Linked DNA regions of Zea mays: region 2 is linked to region 1. The links are chromatin contacts, called in public Hi-C maps. All regions are on one chromosome and are shown on one strand. Each heading gives the region's core, a stretch centred on a gene start, on an enhancer-like site or on the middle of the called end of the contact. The rest is flanking DNA. Distances are from core to core; before and after follow the strand shown. Region 1 overlaps LOC103653810 (auxin response factor 8). Region 2 overlaps LOC100194141.

Region 1 (5,630 bases), core at 1,817-4,316:
GTCACCGATCCCATCCGCTGGCCGCAGTCGCCTTGGCGCCTTCTTCAGGTATGCAGCAGCAGCTGCTACTTCTCGGCTACCAACAAGGGGAAAGCTCTGCGCTTGGTGCTCACTTGTCGAATTGGCGATTGCGCTGCAGGTGACCTGGGACGAGCCGGACCTCCTGCAGAACGTGAAGCGGGTGAGCCCATGGCTGGTCGAGCTGGTGTCCAGCATGCCGGCCATCCACCTCGCGTCCTTCTCGCCTCCGCGCAAGAAGCCCCGGATCCCGGCGTACCCGGAGTTCCCCTTCGAAGGGCAGCTCCTGAACCCGGCGTTCCCGCCCAACCCACTGCCGCACGGCCAGCACCACCACCATTTCCTTCACTCCCACTCCCACCAGCACCACCACCCACCCTTCTTCCCGTTCCCGGCCGGCAGTGCTCCTGCAGCCATACAGGGAGCCAGGCATGCGCAATTCGTTCCACCTTTCTCAGAACTCCACCTCACCCACTTGCAGCCGAGCCTGCTGTACCCCAGGCTCCGCCGTCCCGACCATGTCGGTCCGACGACCCCGATCCCGGCAAGAGTCAGCACGGACCTGACCATCGGAGGCGCGGCGGCGGCGGCGCGCGACGACGACGACGACGACTTCCCGTGCGCTCCTCCGTCGACGGGTGCCAACAGGCAGAAGCCCGACGCCAAGCCGGCGGGGCTAGTGCTCTTCGGACGCACGATACTAACCGAGCAGCAGATGAGCCGCAGCGGCGCAACCTCCCCAGCGGCGACCGGCAACAGCTCCACGTGCTGGAACGCCGAGAAGGGGCCCAACGCCTCGGAGGGCTCGGGGGGATCCGGCGTCATCCAGACCAGCCCGGCCAAGGCCGCGTCGTCGGAGCGGCCGCCGTGGCTCGGGGGCGACGGCAGCCAGCAGCAGCAGGCCTCCGGCGAGCTCGGGCTGGGGCTGGAGCCCGGGCAGTGCAAGGTGTTCGTGGAGTCGGACACGGTGGGCCGCAACCTCGACCTCGCGGCGCTGCGCTCGTTCGACGAGCTGTACGGCCGGCTGTCCGGGATGTTCGGCGTCGCGGGGGCGGAGCTGCGCAGCCGCGTGCTGTACCGCGGCGCCGCCGGCGACGAGCCCTTCAGGTAACGGCCGTGTGAGGTGACCACAACGTTTTTTTTTTTTGCTTCGCGCACCTGACGCATATAGAATAGAAAAAAAGGTCTGATTTTTTTTGCGCACATTTTGCTCCGCCGTTCCCAGCGATTTCGTCAGGTCGGCGCGGAGGCTCACCGTATTGACCGATGCTGGGAGCGACAACCTTGGAAGCTAAACGACGACGAGGAGCAGTGAGAGAGAACCGTTCCATTCCAGCCGCGAGGGTTTATGTTCTTCGGTACTGGTACTGTTAGACTGTACTAGTACTGTACAGGTGAGGCCGGGAGCTAAGGTTTTGTTCAAAATCCGTTCCAAGTCTGAACTCTGAAGACATAGAGAGAGAGGGAGAGAGGTTTCAGATCGTAAGGCAGCGCCACCATGACCAGGCACGTTGCCTTCATCTCGTGTGTGTCCATCCAAAAAATCGCTGTAAAACTTGGGGGGTAATTAAAACCCTACTAGTACTACTACTACTCATCTTGTTCCTTGTCTCTCTCTCTGTATCCTCGTTCTGTCGTTCATTCTCATGGGCGCTTGAATGCCCCCCTTCTGGCCAAGGCCAATGCATCTGAACGGCGTGTACGGGCCAAAGGGGGCAAAGCCGTAGCGGGAGCAGCAACACTGCGCGCGCGCAGACGCAGGTTTTGAATGTGCTGGCGCTGCTACTGCTGCCGCAGGCGGCAGCAGCTGTTGCTGCTGCCGGGATACCATCACTATTCACTGCTTGCTCCGTGTCCGTGGCCACCAGGCGACTTGTTGGCTGTTGCATTTTGCCTACTAGTACTGTAGCTCCCTAGCCTGCCGCTGCCTTTTTCTGTGTGCATGCTGATGGTGAGTGAGGTCACTCAAAAGATCGCGGAGCAAGTGCTGGGGGTGGGGGCGTAAATGCTCCGGCCTCCAGTTCATCCAGCCAGCCAGCCCAGCCGGAGAAATAACTGCCATGTCTTGTTTGCCTAGCTGAAAGGGGGATTTTGGCCTGCCTCACTGCCCTGCAACTGCAAGCACGCCCTCATCCCCATTCCCATGTGCGGTTCGGTTCGACTATAGGTGTACATTTGTGCTGTGCCTAATAGGCCGGCCCAAAGCACATAATTTTTGGCACGGCCCATATCTGGCACGGCCCAACCTAATTGTGGGTCTGGGCCGGCACGGCCCACATTGTGGGCCGTGCCTGGACCTCAAGTCAAGCCCACGGGCCGGCCTGGCACGGCCCATTTAACTAAGGCCCACCGAGGCCCACTAAATATAGACTCAGTATTTAACTAAGGTCCGCCAAATCCCACATGACTAGCATAACTTGGAGAATCTAGAGCTTCAATAAGCCATCGAGAGCCAATAGATATGGATAGTGAATAGTGATGATGATCATTGTATATGTATTCTGTATGCATGTATAGTACTCAATTAAACACTAAACAGAGAACTGAATATTATTTGTGAGCTAGTTGTAATATTTTTTTTTTCTTTCTGACCAAAGGTTTATAATGTGCAACCACAAAACATCTTAGTTTTATTTTGGTCATATATATATTTTATACTTTTTGTTGATGTATTACTGTTGTATGTATATGGGACGGTCTGGCACATTAAGACATTTTGGGCTATTTGGGCCGGCCTGGCACACATAACTAATTGTGGGCCGTGCCGTGGGCCGATGACTGGGCACACGTGCTGGCACGGCACGACCCATAATTAGATATGTGCTTTTGTGGGCCGTGCCTTTGTGGGCCGTGCTTTTGTGGGCCTGTGCCGTGCCGAGCCAGGCTGGCCCACATGTACATGTATAGGTTCGACTCCTAAGCAAAGACCGGACAAAATGTGCCTGCTGTATTAGCTAGCGTAGCGTAGCTGACTCCTCTGGCTCAACCTCACATGGCCATCGCCGTACGTTGGTCCACAGCACCCACCCATGACACGGAGCTCCGTCGTCGTCGCCCTGCGCGCCCTGTCCTTTTTCTGGCATCCTACCGCCATGGGCCATGGCCCATGGGGCCGTGCGTTGGCCACGCGCGCGGCTGTTACTTTCACAGCTTGTTGTATCTATCTATCACCCCGCTGTCGAGAGAGAAAAAAAAAAATTGAAAACCGCTAAAATGTCGTCAATGCAGGCTGTCCTTACCGGATATATATGAAGGTGACGGCGACTCTGGTGGTCCGGCCCCTAAAATGGTTTGTTCGGTTGCGGTTTCTGCTTCGTACTCGTACGGGTGGGTGGGCAGATCTTGTCGTCGTAGGGAAGGGTGGCCGGCCGGGTACAAGTATGATTTGCGGCCGCCGGGGTCGCGCTCACGGCGTTTGTCTTGTCCCGTGCGCGGCTGTTGCGCTGGAAGAATGTTGCGCTCGCCCGCTCGTGGGCTCGTGGCATGGCAGGGTCACAGCTCACAGGGAGGGGTCGGGCCGTCGAGGGGTGGATGGGTGTGTGGTGTCTGCCACACCGCGCTGTCTCGTCGGAGGCGTCGCTGTCCGTCCGTCCGTCCGTCCGTCCATCCCTGCCTTTCGTTTCACTCGTCGCGCTCGCGCACCACAGCGCCGGTGGGTCTGGGACGTCGGGTGTTTTTACTGCACTTACCTTTAAAAGTGCTTACAGTACATGTGAACGTAGGGAACTTTTTTTCTGTCTCGATCTCATGGGTTTCAAAACAGACCTTAATTTATTTAAAAGGTGGCTAAAAGGGAGGTGGGAACCAAAGTTTAAAGTGTAGACCCCGAGCTGAGTGGCCTTTTTGGTTTTAGGGCACCTGCAGCGTTGGTCGACTCCGGCCTGGATGAGATTGAGAGGGCCACCGCCCACATAGTCCCAAAACCGAACCATTAAAAAAGTCGTACTCAAAAAAACTTCGTTTGCGTTCTTCTCAGCTGGCTGCGACCTTTCCCCTTCCTCCATCGTCTTCTCCGTTTGTACAACGACTGCACTGGCACACAGCGAAACATTTCTCTCCATCCGTGGCGGGGCGGCAGCGTCTTTTGCTGAGAGAGAGAGAGAGAGAGAGAGAGAGAGAGAGAGAGAGAGAGAGAGAGAGAAGTGTGTGTATGCGCGTGACAATCGGAGCATGGGCAACGCACTGACTGACCCCCCTGCCGCCACCTTTTGGCCTTAGTTTCAGACGTCTATGATGACAACGGATTTGCTGGATTTCAGAGAGAGAGATAGAGAGAGAAGTGTGTGTGTGCGCGCGCGTGTGACAATCGGAGCATGGGCAACGCACTGACTGATCCCCTGCCGCCACCTTTTGGCCTTAGGCTGTCTCGAGCAACGTCCTCTATATCCATCCTCTATATCTGTACTTTACAGTCTCCTCTAAAAGATTTTATTCTCTATATCTCATTCCTCTCCAACAACGTTCTTTAAATCACGTCCTCTATACTCAAATATGTATATTAGAGACATTTTTTATTTTTATTTTTTGTACATACGTATTTGTCATACTCTCAAATGTATTGTACATATTTTAGTTTTGCTAAACTGGTAATTTAAAGTATTCAAATGGATAGAGGACCGTTTAGAGAAACTCTATATGTAGAGAATCCAGCAGCGTCCTCTAAATTTAGAGGATCGTTTAGAGGACGCTGTTGGAGGGCGTAGAGGACCATTTGGTCCTCTATATTTAGGGTACAGAACCCTTTAGGGTGTATTGCTGGAGCTAGCCTTAGTTTCAGACGTCTATGATGACAACGGTTGCTTTGTCTCGTCTTACAGCCCCCACAGCAACCGCTGCTGCTGCAGTGCTGCTGGTGCTGGTAGTAGTAGTAGGCACGTACTACTGGCAGGAGCACACACTTGAAACATGGCGGCAAACGCAACGCATGCATGTGTAAGTGTAACAGTGGAATTGTGTTGTATGGACGGCAGCGCGCGCAGCATGGCGACGCCAACAGACAGACAGACAGACAGACGGGCAGGCAGAGCGCGAGAGCACAGCGTCTGATGTGCATGTGCGGCTGTGCCACCGGGCCACCGGCCACCGCACAGCGCTGCGATTGCGTGGCAGCTAGCTGGGCGGGGCGCACGATTCAGCCCTCCCTGCTCCCTGTCATGCATGGCAATCCAGCACCAGCAGTCCACACCAGGGCTCCAGGCCATTTGTCATTTTGTGTCGCTGCGCCCCCTCTCGAACCGTATTATCACCGTGACCGCCCCGGCCGGCCATCGCCTCTCATCTAGTATGGCATCTTCAATCTTCATCATTGTATTGCACTGTACAGTATGATCGATCACTCGACGGCATCCACCTCGGGACCCGGGAGTGATGGCGTAGTACGTGGGCGCGGAGGCGCAGCGCAGCGCTCGGCGTGGACGCGGCCTGATGACAACACAGCGACCAGGATAGGACCCTGAAGCACGGTGGGTCCACTCCTAGGTCAGCTCGGCTAATAATAAAGTCAGAGCAGAGCACTCTTCCCGTGCCCGCCCTCGGCGTCTCGCGCGCGGTGGGCACGGCGTGGCACACTGCAACATGCCGCCCTGCCCCCCGGCCCCGGCCCCCGGCACCCG
Region 2 (5,630 bases), core at 2,128-4,627, 480 kb after region 1:
AGGTGCCAGGTTCATTCGGATGTTAAAGTGGCCCCCTACATCGGACTTCAAGGGCAGTAGCAAATCTGAAACTTGGAGGATCAAGATGCTCTACGTTCGTTGATGCCTGTGTGACGACCATGTGTTTAATTGTTCTTAGTCTGCTGCTTTGATGACTGCAAGGTTCTAATTTACCTCCGTCAGGCCCTACTGGATCTCTAATGTGCGGATAATATTGTTCTTAGCTGATAAACACATGCCTTTTATTAACATAGTATTTCTTCCTAAATTGTCGATTTTCTCACCCAAGTTTAATTAGTTGGTTTCGGCAGAGGGGAGAGAACATTTAAGAACACATGCCTTTTTACTTCATGTTATAATTTGTAGGCATGCCATGTTCAGTGACCGCATGAATTGAGGTGGACAGTAAGGTAGCTTTGCTGCAAATGACTCTAATTTACATATTTATCAAAAGCACATGAATATATGACTCTATTAACACAGCGATATTCTCAAGTAACATCCAATCTGATGTCTTACTATGGCATGTGTGGGCTGGCGAAGGAGTGCCTACATCAGTGGTACTCCTAGCCAAATGATATCCACGTAATCAAATCAGATGCTAGTTAATTTATCTTGCTTTTCTTAAAAGCCAATGAATTTTATTCCAGACAACAGTACTAACTCTTTAGCCCAGATATTTACAGGGCACGACTGCTGTAGTCCTTGCAGGGATTATTGCTGCTCTGAAGTCTGCTGGTGGGACTCTAGCTGATCATACATTCTGGTTCTTCAGTGCGAGGTGATTGACCCTTTTTTGGAAATTGTAAAGTGTAAATGCTATTGGTCACTATTAATTATTGCATACTCCTAGAGATGATTCGAGTCAGAACTCACGCACGATCTGAATCTGAATGTAACAGATTACTAAATTTTTTATTTACATTGTGATACATGTTGGTTGACTTACATCCCATATCGTTGTTGCAGTTATCTCTTATATTGCAGTTATCCAGAGCCGTGTCGCACTCCATTCATCCTTGACAACGCCGCTTGTGTTGATTTACGTGTTCATGTGTTCATGGCTTCAGGTTTGAGCTTTTTTTCTTAATATTACACTCCAATATAATGTTCAATTGGAAAATGGTCCATTGTAGTGACAGAGATTCAACATTGTAATCTCTTTATGGATTGTGTGCTTCATTGGAACCTCGCCAAGAATTTGTAATAGCAGCCATATGCACTTACTTGTAGTCTTTAAAAGTGGTCTTTAAGCAAGGTTATTTTTTATGCACTTCGCTGCAAATACACTTGAAGAACCATCTTGTCAGTCTCCTTGTCATAAAGCATTTACCTTTTCTTGTAGGTAACTTGGGCTCGACTTACTGACACGAGCAACAGTCTGATAACGCTACAAGACACCGATGTGCAATGGTCGCCGCCCTCTATGGGATTATGCAGAGGTCAGATCAACAAATAGCTATATTTTTCAAAGAAAAGAAAAAAAAAGAACAGGTATCCTACTGTCTCCATTTAGGAACTCCTAAACCTTTCTCAACTGAAAGGATTAATTAATATCCAGAATTTGATGTGGTTGTGTATGATGTACTTTATATTTTTATGCTAATTTGAATACGCTATTATGCCCAATTACTAGATCGCGCGTATGCTCCGCTTTGTAAACATGTAGACCACCGATCCTACATTGTTTTTGTTCTTCCTATTATGCTTTTAGGATGATTTGAATTGGTCCTTTTCAGAACAATGCACCTCCAGTACTTATGCTTGTTCTGACGTGTCTTTATACTTTATACAGGCTTACACAGACCTGTTTTGATAAGAGCCGAGCAGCGATGCTTCCATTTCGGACCACGACCTAGCTAAAGGCTAATGGTTTGAAATATCTGAAGTACCGAAGACAGGGCTAGCTCCTCGTTTTTTGTCATGTCAAATAAATTGTGTATGATTGCAACAATATTGGCAAAATATCGTTGTACTTTATATTTTGATATACTGTGAACAAAACAAGTGTCCTATGAGACCATCCTGATTTATGCATTTTCAAACTAAATTTTACGACACTTCTTGTTGTGTTTTATGCTTCCATTAAAAACAGTCTTACTGTGTTTTACGCCAAATTTATGACACTTTTTGATGTGTTTTACAGCAATCTCTTGCGAAGTGAGATTGTGTGCGTGTTTTACACTAAATTCCGTACTCATTTACGCTGTTTTAGCTCACGTTTTACGCTGAAATCATTCGAGTCAGAACTCGCGCACGATCGGCTGCACGCGATTTTCACGCCGTAATTTTGGGCCTCGTTTGCTGTTACAAAACATATATAGGATTTACGATAAATTCGGTACTCATTTACGCTGTTTTGGTTCATGTTTTACGCTAAAATCTATCCGAGTCAGAACCCGATCATGATGGGACGCGCGAGATTTTTACGTCGTAATTTTCGGATCGCGTTCGCCATTTCAAAACAGATCTACCATTTACGCTAAAATTCGTAATCATTTACGTTGTTTTGGTTCATGTTTTACGCTAAAATCTATCCAAGTCAGAACCCGATCACGATGGGCCGCGCGAGATTTTTACGCCGTAATTTTCGGGACGCATTCACCGTTTCGAAACAAATCTACGATTTACGCTAAAATTCGTAATCATTTACGCTGTTTTGGTTTACATTTTACGCTAAAATCTGTTCGAATAAGAACCCGATCACGATGGGACGCGCGAGATTTTTACGCTGTAATTTTCGGGCCACATTCGCCGTTTCGAAACAGATTTACGATTTACGCTAAAATTTGTAATCATTTACGCTGTTTTAGCTCACGGTTTACGCTGGAATCCGCCCGAGCCAGAACCAGAACCACATACTACATGATTTATGCTGTCAAGTACAAGTCATTATGCAGTCGTAAACGCTGTTCACAATGTCATATTCGTTCCACGTGATTCGGGCGTCAAAAGATTCCTTTATGCATGGTTTACGCATCTTTATCCATATATATATGCATTCGTATATTGCATGGCTGAGCAAGCACGTGGGTGCTGGGCCGACCGCGTCCTGGTTGGGGCTTCCATTAGTAGGGGAAGCCCAGGGCTTCCATTACCTCTTCCCTATATATATATATATATATATATATATATATATATATATATATATATATATATATATATATATATATATATATATATATATATATATATATATATATATATATATATATATTGCCAAAGCGAGCACAAGCAACGCTAGCTCACACCGCCAGTGCACAACAGAAAGGCGCTATATTGGGGTCCTGAAAAATACTAGTAGTACTATGCAGATCACATCCCTCCCTACCTCTAGTGCCAAAGAACCACGCACTCATGTGCAGTGTGTCTTGCTTTTTGCACACATCCAGATTCGCGTCCTTCGGGCGAGGTACGTTCTGTAGATTCTGTTCTTTCTTCGGTGCTGCGCTGGAGGTGACGTCATCCAGAAAGCATGGTGGGCACTGGGCACTCGGGCTGCCCACCTCAACAACTTTAGCTTTGGAGGTACTTGCTTCAAAGTGGGTTTTTGTGTTTTCACAACTAAATTGATAAAGTTAGTAAGTAGGTTAACACCCACATATATAGTACGTATCTAATGCACTGCTATCTACGATGGCCAAGCTTATTCCTTTTATAATTTTAAAAAAAAAGGAAATTGTGACCCTTCTTTGTGTGTGTACGTAAATTTGTTAACAAAAAAAAAGGTAAAAAAGAACGAATCGTACCAATTGTGAAACTAGACACAGCTCATATATGAGGCCGCCTTCTATGCTGCACCTTGAAGAATTTTTTTTTAATCGGAAACCGCCGCTTACCGAGCGGGGATGGTAATCTGTGCATTGCATTGCACCCGAAGAAATGCGTCTTTTTCCACCACCTGGGAACATAACGGAAACCAGGTTATTTGAGTTTGTTTGTAGAGGGAAGTTCGTAATAAGAGGTGAGGTAGTGAATAGAACAGAAGAGGTGACGAAGATTAGCCTAAAGAACACTCTAGGAGGTGTAGCAGAAGCAGTAAGCATGGCACGCATAGTCATAGAGAAGGCAGCCCGCTTTGATTCGCGTTCACACTGACGCGAGAGAGACCCGAAAAGGAGGGTATCGATATCATGGCAGCCAGCCGGCCCGGTCCGGCAATGCGGTGCAGTGGAATCTAGGCCACTGCCGCGTCCGGCACACGGCAACGACCCACGACAGATAGATTCCTCCGGGCGGCCACACTTGGAGGTCGACACGACGACGGGATCCACTCGCCTCGGAGTCGGAGAGATTCGTCCAAGCGCCGCTGATCAGCAGATACTCTAATACTGTTGCACGCGTCGTTCTTCAGACTGTAATTTGATGTATGTATATATACAACATAATGCTCAAAATTTAAAACTAGTATTGAATTATCTAAATTTTAATGCTAGTTTAGGAATCCCATTTTTCATTTTTCAAAGGAAAAATAGTTCATTTTTTCTTACGAAAATAGAAATCCCTTAAAAATATAGTTATGCTTAGATATAGTATATCATGTAGTAAAATTCTGGAGCCGTCGCTGTCTAATCTAGCCTTGGTTGCTCGGATATCCATTCTTTCTGTCATGTGTTCAGCTGTTACAGGCTTTACAATCATTGTTACAGACGACACCTCTTGCATTGCGTTGCATTCCATGCGCTGCACGGAACACGGATGGTGGATCGTCCCATGGTCGTCCCGATCGTGACTGGAAGACAGACAGAAAGAAAGAAAAGCCGGGTAAATCGCGCCGATCGCGACGGGATTGCTTCCGCTGCAGTTGAGTTGCCCGCTCGCATCACATGGCGGGACGATTGATGGACCAGGAGAAGAGATAGGGGGTGGTGTGCTCGCCTGCCGGTGCCCACCAGTGCGACGCGACCATGCGCCTTTCTTTCGTGCGCCTGCTTCAGTTTCAGATGACGTTTGACGCGACGCTGCTAGCTCCAGTAGCTTCGTAATTTTTGCCCAAATGGATCGTTCCTCGTGCGTGCCGGTGCTGGTCATTCGGCCGCCCCTCCCCCGCTCCTTCGCACGGGCACAGGACGAGCAATCATTTTTCTTTAGCAGGACGGAAAGAAGCGTCAAGCGTGACATGAGAACTCGGTATCATTCCTGGATGGAAGACAAACGACTGGACAAGGATTTGCGGGTTGCGATGCGGGTAGAAAGCATGCTCCATCGGCATAGCAAGTTAGCATCGTTCGGTGGACACGCGATTGGTGTAGCTACATATGAAATACACGCATGGAACACACCTCATCAGACAAAAAATGGCGCACACATACCGTGCAGTTTTCGATTTTCAAGACAAGATGCTTGTACCACATTGCCAGTAATACTCCACTAAATTAGAACAGGCATCAGACAGCGAACTTTGACCAGATACCCCCTACATGGCGTCGAAACAGTATGCGCATGTATCCGGGTACAGCCATCACAACCAGCTTTACCAAACACCGTAGCAACTCAAGCCATTAGGACCATCAGATTTGCAGCTCCTTCTCAAGGCATTGCTATCTCCCATGACCAGTGGTAGAATTGTCTTATTTTCAGACTAGGGTGCTAGAGGCAATTGTCCATCAAGCTGTGTTAAACGCTAATCT

The links. Hi-C and Micro-C count contacts between places; a contact is called where the count stands out from the background.
Region 2: a Hi-C map of bundle sheath shows a contact between it and region 1, with 2.8 times the contacts expected there. The contact joins two enhancer-like sites. A contact is called at or near these places in 2 of 25 Hi-C or Micro-C datasets (bundle sheath and tassel).

What each region holds. Positions count from the first base shown.
Region 1 is chr4:148,953,580-148,959,209 of Zm-B73-REFERENCE-NAM-5.0, forward strand. It overlaps LOC103653810 (auxin response factor 8), which reads left to right. Exons shown (of 3, transcript XM_008680610.3): 1 at 1-48; 2 at 140-1,125; 3 at 1,244-1,629. The coding sequence ends at 1,313. Among protein-coding and RNA genes, the nearest start is that of LOC103653810, 4.2 kb to the left of the region's middle. Within about 2 kb of position 3,067, at least 18 of the 20 cell types and tissues checked have an H3K27ac peak or open chromatin away from gene starts, as enhancers often do. A contact at or near this core is called in bundle sheath and tassel, where this site is marked.
Region 2 is chr4:149,429,779-149,435,408 of Zm-B73-REFERENCE-NAM-5.0, forward strand. It overlaps LOC100194141, which reads right to left. Exons shown (of 17, transcript NM_001359402.1): 17 at 5,291-5,630. Among protein-coding and RNA genes, the nearest start is that of LOC100194141, 21 kb to the right of the region's middle. Within about 2 kb of position 3,378, at least 17 of the 20 cell types and tissues checked have an H3K27ac peak or open chromatin away from gene starts, as enhancers often do. A contact at or near this core is called in bundle sheath and tassel, where this site is marked.